Regions from separate parts of the Mus musculus genome. Here all the other regions are linked to region 1. A link is a contact called in public Hi-C and HiChIP or PLAC-seq data. All regions are on one chromosome and are shown on one strand. The core of a region is the stretch at or near the end of the contact, and the rest is flanking DNA. Distances in the headings are between cores, read along the strand shown. Region 1 holds the start of A230001M10Rik (RIKEN cDNA A230001M10 gene). Region 2 has its middle 23 kb from the start of Gm40112. Region 3 has its middle 7.8 kb from the start of Gm40112.

Region 1 (2,700 bases), core at 184-2,683:
AAGAACAGGAAATAGTCTTAACTGCTTAGCCACCTCTCCAACCCCCCATAAACTGAGGCTTTAATGTACAACAGAAATAACAGAAAATATTAGGACCGTAGAATTGATTCTGTAATCCTTTTCAATTTTATTTATTTGTGTATGTGTACATCATGTGTATAGACCATGTGTGTACAGGTGCTCGTGTGTGTTTGTGTGTGTGTGTATAGCATGTGTGTGCAGGTGCTCTGTATGAGTGTGTATGTATGTACGTCGTGTGTGTAGATGCTTTGGTGTGTGTTTGTGTGTTGAATGCAGGTGCACATTTGAAGTCAGAGGACAATTCTCAGGACTCAGTTCTCTTCTGCTACCTGGTGGAATCCTGGGATACAGCTCAGGTCACTAGGTCTGAGTGCCTCTACCCACTGTGCCATCCTATCTCATTGGCCTTATGATCCTGTTGGATGTGTTTACAGTAAATGAAGCACAGTGCTGCAGATGATCACACCAGGGCTGCCAACACTCACATTTCCTGGTTAGTTTCTTGTCATTAGCTTTGGGCTCCAGCTTGTAACCTGTGGTGGCTGCAGGAATATCAGTAAATTCCACACAGGCAGGCATCAGCTCGGTAAGACTGGGCTATGGAGGTTTGCCTTAGATCATCTGTGGTCACAGAAGGAAGATAGTCCTCTTTCTTATAAACGAAGGCTGTGTGGTTAAAGGTTCAGCTGCAGGCTGAGCTATTGGTGCAGCCTCAGCGGGCTGCAGCCATGTCAGTGGTCCAGTGCCAGGACAGCAGAGCTGCCCAGTCAGGCCACAGACACAGGAAAGTAATGAATCATTATGTTGGGTGATTAAGCTTTGGAGCAGATTGTTGCATAGCAAAGATAATAAATTGTATTGCACAAATGGAAATATAGAGATGTATAAAAAAGTGAAGCACATCTATTTGTTCATTAATAAACAAATTTTCAAGGACTGGTAAATGCATATTATCTAGTCTACTCTCAGAGATGCCTCTGCAGAAGAATGCATTGACCCTTTGTGGCTTCCAGAGAGTCTAGAGCCTGTAATGAGGAAGGAAGTCTCCAATTAGGACAATGGTCTACAAAGAATGATTTCAAAGTTAGGAAAAACTAGAGCTGCCTTCACTTCTCAGTCAAGGTCTGTAATGCAAGTCGACCCTTTACCTCGGAAAAGAATAACCCTGTGCGTGTTGGGGTTCCAGAGAGAATCATCTCCCCTTTGCTGGACTTCACGGCAACTTTCTGTCCAGTGAAGTCAGTTTTCTGTACAGTGGCTTCTGCCCAAATGGTCTGTATTTATCAGATGATGTATTCATGTATCGCTTTCCAGCCTACAAAGCGCTCTTTGTTTTGCAAATCTCTCTTGTGCATTATCTCATCCAGGCTTGTCACAAGGTAGAACGGTTATTTGTCCCAAATTTACTGGTCAGATATACTCACGGAGGGCTGCTGTCACCTGTCATCACTGCTGGACAGATGATTTCAACACAGACATTACAAGTGGTCCAGCCTCTTCATAAGCCTGCACTAAAGACACTGAAGCTTGTGATCACCCGTGTCAGGACAAGGAATGGCATCTCCCTAACAGGACTCAAGAGCCTTTGCCATTATCTGTGGTATTAAGCAGGTTTCAATTAGGATTTTAGGTGGATTTTTTTCTTTGTTCCGCAGAAGTTTTAATCAAGGCAGAAAAACTCTGACGCCTCATTCTCCTCACAACAGTCAGTCACCAAAGCGTTGCATTTTTCTTCCTGAAGCTTCCCCTCCCTCGGGCACATTTTTAGCAAAAAAGATGAGATCCCAAGCTCTCCAGATGTTGCCTCTCAGATGTGCCTCAGCACGCATCTCAGAGCCATCTGGCCGCAGCAACAGCTGGACTGCTTCCAAGTGGAAGTGCTCACAGGTAAGGGGGTGTGAGGGGAAGAATGTGGGCTCCTTAGTACGTTGTCAGCTAAGCCGGTGATGCTGTTTGACCAGCTGTTGACATGAGCTCTCAGTGAAGGCGGCTTTCAGAATCCTGCAGTCAGGTTTCCTGTCTGGGTGCCTGAGGGTTATTGTCCAGGGGCATGCTCTGCAGACTTGGACCCTGTGTGGTAATTCTGAGGTGTTGGAAACCTTAAGAGGTGATGTGCGCACCTGTAATCCCAGAAGGTTGTGAACATGGCTGGTTCTCCCTGCCGCCCCCCCCCCCCCCCCCGCCACCACAGTGAAGAGCATGTATCAGATCCTTCCCTGGCTCTGAAGCCCTTCATGATCAAATTCACCCCAAGACAGACAGACAGTCAGTCAGACAGACAGACATGCACATACACACACAGAGAGACATATAGAGACACAGACAGACACACACTTCCTTCCTTCCTTTACTCTCTTTATAGTCCAGGTGTCTCAGGGTAATGATGGATAACCGTAGGTCGAGATGACCGTTCAGCAGAAGAGACTAGAGGACTTAGCTGACTTGCAGAAACTGCTCATTGTGGACAGCACACCTCTGAGGGAGGCCGGGAACTTGGCAGCAGACTTCAAGAAAGCAGCAGGAGGTAAAGGCAAGGCTTGGGCGTGGAAAACTGAAACAGGAAGGAGATGTACAAGGGGAAGGAGACCTCCCAGAAACCCTTGGGGGATAAGTTAGCATTAACCCAAGGGGGAGAGCTGGGAAGCATTTGACCTGACGCCAGTGTCTTTGTGGTCAACA
Region 2 (2,700 bases), core at 112-2,611, 410 kb after region 1:
AGATAGATAGATAGATAGATAGATAGATAGATAATGCATACATACATACATACACACGTATGTACATAGACAGACAGACAGACATGCAGGCAGACAGGCAGGCAAGCAGATGTAAAAAAGTAAATACACTTCTACATTTATTCTTTAAAATTTTTCCATCAAGCACTTTACCACATGGCTAATTAGCATAGAGGGAAGAAACTTGGACCAATCTTCAGGGAGCTGGGTCTTGCTTCCAGCTCCATCCTGACAAGCTATGTGACCTTAAACTAACTTCCCTCACTCCATATGCCAAGCAAGGGGCTAAACCAGATTCCCTCATGTCCCTGCAGCACCAACATTGCAAGTTCCTGCAAACAGAGAACACGAAGCCAGCTCTGAAGACCAAGCGGGTTAGTTTTCAGTTATTTCACTCTTCAAATAAAGGAAACATTCCAGTCCTTATCTGTAACCTTCTGGAGACTTCCTATCCATTGATAGGATTCCCTGTGGGAAGTGTTTTGAAATAGTGGTCATTACTGTGAAATGAAATGCTGGAGATTTATCTGCAAGCAAGGCTAAAAGTTTTTAGTGATTTTTTTTTTCCCAAACGTATGAGAAATCTTTATCCAACTGGACGTGAGGCAGATTCTTTTCTGAAGTATCTTGTTTGTATTCTTAACACTAGGTTTAGCAGGAGTAAGGAGTTGAAGCCGGAGAGCTTGTCACTTACTCAGAAAGCTGTTGGGGAAGATAGACTGACAGCCGCTGGTGAATCACGTCTAAGCCATCTCATGTCTAAGTTCCAAATTATCTACAAGTATTACTCCACACACATCCATGCAACTTCACCATGAGACAGCAAAGAACTTCAGCGATAGCCACGAGGTGAAAGAGGGGCTTTCTCCTGGCCTCCAGCATTCCCAGAGGCTCATTTCCTCTCTCCTCCTCCTCCATCTCTCCCCAGTATTCCAACTTCCCGCATGAACCCCAGGCCATTTAGTCCTATCTTATACGATGTCAACAACTCCAGATAACCTACAACAGTGTCTCAACCCAGACCCACAAACTTTACATGAAAGAAAGAAGATGAAAAACAGACAAGGAAGCGGCCTTTGATTCCAAATGCTGGAATTTTGATTATCCTGGCCAGGCACTTGGGGACTCTGCAAAGTTTTTCTTTTTCATAGCACTGTTACCAGTAAAAAGTACAACAACACACTTTACAATAGCGCACAGCATAGTTCAAAGATTTTACACTTTATTTTTTAGTCATTCGACAAGGACGTTATTGTGGTATTCTGGATGCTGCATTCCCTTTCATGGCATCTAAGCTATGAATTAGCTATGGCACTGAAGTCAACTTCTTAATAGTACTATGTTGAAAGGAATGCAGTTCATTCTGCCCCGGGGTGGGAGAGTTAAGGCTGGTGAGTCTTGGGTGATGAGTAACAGTGGAAAGATAAGCCAGATGATGAGTGAAGTCCAGTGGACAGTCAAAGCAAGATGAACCAGGAGGGGCATGGAAGAATGGATCTACAGGAGGAGGGTCGAAACATCTTCTAATCTAATCCACTAAAGCTGGAGTTCAAAGGTAGACACCAGGGGTCTGGGAGGGGGAAGGGCAGATGGGGACCAACCTGTGAAGGTTTTAAATGGCACCCTGGAAACTCGGCCCATTCTTTAGGGAGCAGGGAGACAATGATCATGACTGATTCTGCAGTTTAGAAAAGTGCTTTTATTATCCCTGAAGAGAATGGATCAGGAGGAAATGGCAGACTGCTGGAGGTCAATAGCCAGACATTTCACTCTAGATCTTTGTTCTGTTTGCATCTCCTTCCCAAACCTGGTGCAGAGAAGTCCTTTGTGGGCAGTGCCATGTCTTATGCTCCTTCATGCCCCAGCCCCGCCCAGAATGCCTGAGGTGGTGTGAGCACAGAGTGAGTGCCATTTCGAAGAATGAGTAAACAAACTATAGGTAGGGTGGTAGCAGTGTAAATCTCTTAGAAACAAAAGGCACATTCAACAGATATTTTCTGAAGTATACCTGAAGTATTTGGTTTCTGGCAAAGGAGAAAATTAAAGTTTATCTAAAGGACAGCTCAGAATGTCTTTGAGCTTTTTGTTAACTAAGGACAGTGAGCAGTTTGAGAAAGGCAATGGTGGGGTAGGAACACAGAGACTCTGTGGCCAGGGTCCTGAAGTCCAGGCCGACTGGAATCTGTTCCTGAAGTTCCATGTCTGATGGTGTTGCTGCCCAATCCTCCACAGGGACAGGTAAGCCCACATGCAACTTCCGCCATTTTCAACATGGGCTGGAAACTTCAATCCCAGTGAAAGAAGTACCCTCCACTCCCCAATAAATACAATAAATAAAAATGGTGTTCAAAGATCCCTGCTTCATTCTCTCCAAAAACAAAAGAAAAGATGGGAGCAGGAGGGACAGAGCTAAGCCTCTGCTCTTTGATCTTTGAAGATGTCAGCTCACTACAAAGAATAACAACACAGCTCTGGCAGAAACCCCAGGGGCCTGCGCAGAATTCTTCCCATCAATGCTCCTCAGGTCTCTCAGGTTGGAAACACTGGGCTGGAGGCACAGGGCAAAGCCTTTACAGGGCTCACTTGGTGCCTGGAAGGAGCCCTATAAAGACAGTTAAAAGGACGACTTTAGGGCTGTGGCTACTTCTGCCATACTAGATTTTTGTCTGCAAGTGTGTGTGT
Region 3 (2,700 bases), core at 80-2,579, 440 kb after region 1:
GACTGTTTGGAAAGGTCTTGGCAGACCTTGCGCTGGAAAGTGAGGTGGATGGACTGTGTGGAAGGGAGCGGTTTTACCAGCACAGGCTAGAAAATTAGGACTTGGTGGACACGCAGAGCCCTCCAAAGCATTCAAAGCCGAGGGCACCGAGATGTCAGGGCTCATACACTGCTGCTTGAAGGGACTCTCGTGGGTCACTCGTTCTCTCTGTGGTACCAACCAAGCACTGCTCTGCCAAGGCTAGGTTCTAGGGGATCTAGTGGGGTTTGCAATAAAACTGAATCGCACTACCCAGGGGAAGGGAGAGGGAGGGAGGGCTGGAGAGGAGGGAGAACCGGGAGACCTAGCTGAGCCCCTGGCACACTCAGCCAGGTGCCCTGACTTGCCCACTGATGTCCCACAGGCTTGAGAAGCAGCCTCCAGGAGACCCAGTTCCCAGCAGGCTCTACATTCACAACCCTATCAAAAACTGGGGGGGGGTGGGGGGGAACAACCCTTCTCTCTTTGGGGGGTAGGGTTTCACATTCCTTCCCTGCCTCTTTGCTGGAGGACCACAGAGTCCTCAGCTGCAATGCAAGCCAGTCGAGAAGACATCCCACCCCACTTAGATTGTGGACATTTTCCAGATTTTTTTTAAACTGCTTATTTGGGGAAACTATTTAACTCTAGGCCTGGCCCAAGGACAAGCTAGTCAGCCTCCACAGTTGGAGAGTCCAGAGGGCAGCCAGGCATCTGCCTGCAGGCTTGGAGGGCCCCCGATCTGCCTGTACTTTTCCGTGAATAGGAGGGAGGGGTCATCATGAGATTGGCTTTCCCAAGAAGGCTGCCTGGTGGCCTGGCATTCTGAAGGTTTTTCCAGCCAGATCTGGGGAAGTTCCTGAAACCAGACCGAGCTGTGCCCAGGGTTCCTGATAGGTGTGTGAGTACAGGCAACCTTGATCTCCTGAGGGTCCTACTCCCAAACTCCACTTCCTCTCCTGGAGGAACCTGCAATGGTAGATCTTTACCTGCCCATCATTTGCAGATCATAAGCACACTGGGCACTGGGCCCCACCAGCCTCTTCTCTAGCCTATGGTTGTTCTTTGAGGGTGGGTCCAGTCAGGTAAGGGAGCTATCTCAAGAAAGTACACTTCTGCCCCAAACAGAACAGGGTGTTAAGATATCATAGAGGTGGCCTCGGCTGTATGAAGACCCAGCTAACCTCTGGAATTTGGCTCTGACATTCTTGCAATAGGTGGCGCTAACACCTACTAGTTTCTGAGCCTCAGCAAGCTATTCTACTTGCCCCAGAGGATGGTGGGTAGGATTCGTCTGTATGAGGAAGGTGGACACAAAGCTGTTTATCATAATTATGAACACCAGGGGGCGCCAGGCCTCGTCTCCATCCTGACTTGACTTGTGAAGGAAAAAGGATGAAGATTCAAGAGGCACCCAGAACAGCACCAAAGGACCAATCCCCAGCTGTGGGCCACACGGGACAGCCACCTTTAGGTGGTCAGGTGTACAGGGGAAGAAGAGGTTCTAGCATAGGCCTACTCCTGGAGAACTCAGAGAAACTGGAAGCTCTAGGGAGGCCACTTGGGACTCAGAAGCAGACTCCAAATGTGCCCTGGACAGGACCCAACTTCCTGTTGAGCTGATTGGCTGGGGCAGCCAGCCACTTTCCACCCTCCTTCCCACCAGTGCCTGCCTCTTCCTGCAAAACCTTGGAATAAAACCGTCATACAACACAATGTTTCCTTAAGTGCTGGTGTATTGGACAGTGTGTGCAGTATAGTCATTCCAAGTATGCTATTAAATACGAATATTGGTCAATGAGTGGGAGGCCATATTCCAGATTATTAGTGATGCTTTTGAGCACCCCAACTTGAGATTTTAAAAAATAATAAATTCTACATGGTGCTTTTCTGCATTTTCCAAGTGAGCAGATTTATATTTTATAATCATAAAATCTGATCATTTTTAAGTTCACCAATGACCTTTTAGCACATATATTGGGTGCTTCTGATTACATACCTTCGATTACTCCTTGTGACACATAGAACAAAATTGTGACTCCTTATTAGACAGGGAGACGCTCCAGGCCCTCCCCTCATCTTCCTTGTTACCACCAGGCAGCTCTTGCCTCAGAGTGAGAAGATGGAACAGGGTAGAGCTGGAAGACCCTTCTGAGGTAAGGACACTTGAACTGAAACCCAGATGGGGAAGAAATCTGTGAGGTAAGAGTGAAGTGATGTATTTTGCTCCGCCGAAGGAGCAGATGGGGACCAACAGGGGTGGAGACAGTGTGCCCAGCTCAGCCCTCCCTCCCAGCTAACTCCTGTTATGGGGTCTTTTTTTTTTTTTTTTTCCCGGCATTGGCAACCAAGGCACAGAGAAGTTAAGAACCCTTTCCAAGGTCACACAGTTTTAAGCACTGTGGACTGTGACCTCTCATAACGTCTCCCTTTCCTCTGGTGTGTTTGTCGGAATGTCTAACTGCACACTGACATGGGGGCTGGTTTTGCTTCATGCCTGCCCTTCCACCAGACCTAAGCTTCTTGAGGGTCAGGGTCCTGGCTGGTCTGTCCACCTCTAAATACTCTGGGCTCAGTTTGAGAAGCCTGGCAGGCAGAGAGTTGTTGCTCAGTAGATGTTGACTGAAGGAACGAAGAGCACTCAAGCCTCCCAGATGACTATCAGCTGTTTATAGCCCTGCT

The links. A called contact is a pair of places that touch in the nucleus more often than the background predicts. HiChIP or PLAC-seq counts read pairs in DNA pulled down with a chosen protein or histone mark.
Region 2: an H3K27ac HiChIP or PLAC-seq map of the NIH/3T3 cell line shows a contact between it and region 1, with 10 times the contacts expected there. The contact joins the enhancer-like site here to the promoter of A230001M10Rik in region 1. A contact is called at or near these places in 1 of 39 promoter capture datasets (the 3T3-L1 cell line), 1 of 15 datasets of contacts at CTCF or cohesin (the NIH/3T3 cell line), 19 of 484 Hi-C or Micro-C datasets (the HPC-7 cell line, LSK cells, Th1 cells and 10 more), 7 of 115 datasets of contacts at active chromatin or transcription factors (the NIH/3T3 cell line, differentiating embryonic stem cells, embryonic stem cells and 4 more) and 1 of 9 other capture datasets (embryonic stem cells).
Region 3: a contact with region 1 is called in a Hi-C map of cortical glia, with 2.7 times the contacts expected there. The contact joins the enhancer-like site here to the promoter of A230001M10Rik in region 1. A contact is called at or near these places in 2 of 39 promoter capture datasets (the 3T3-L1 cell line and embryonic stem cells), 2 of 15 datasets of contacts at CTCF or cohesin (the NIH/3T3 cell line and stem cell-derived epiblast-like cells), 131 of 484 Hi-C or Micro-C datasets (the 3T3-L1 cell line, 3T3-L1-derived adipocytes, the AML12 cell line and 64 more), 16 of 115 datasets of contacts at active chromatin or transcription factors (the NIH/3T3 cell line, VIP interneurons, astrocytes and 9 more) and 1 of 9 other capture datasets (embryonic stem cells).

What each region holds. Positions count from the first base shown.
Region 1 is chr3:102,260,972-102,263,671 of GRCm38.p6, forward strand. It overlaps A230001M10Rik (RIKEN cDNA A230001M10 gene), which reads left to right and starts at 1,434. Exons shown (of 4, transcript NR_040391.1): 1 at 1,434-1,908.
Region 2 is chr3:102,669,775-102,672,474 of GRCm38.p6, forward strand. No RefSeq gene overlaps it. Among named protein-coding and RNA genes, the nearest start is that of Gm40112, 23 kb to the right of the region's middle. Within about 2 kb of position 1,362, at least 27 of the 459 cell types and tissues checked have an H3K27ac peak or open chromatin away from gene starts, as enhancers often do. A contact at or near this core is called in the NIH/3T3 cell line, heart atrium and trophoblast stem cells, where this site is marked.
Region 3 is chr3:102,700,777-102,703,476 of GRCm38.p6, forward strand. No RefSeq gene overlaps it. Among named protein-coding and RNA genes, the nearest start is that of Gm40112, 7.8 kb to the left of the region's middle. Within about 2 kb of position 1,330, at least 21 of the 459 cell types and tissues checked have an H3K27ac peak or open chromatin away from gene starts, as enhancers often do. A contact at or near this core is called in the C3H10T1/2 cell line, VIP interneurons and cortical glia, where this site is marked.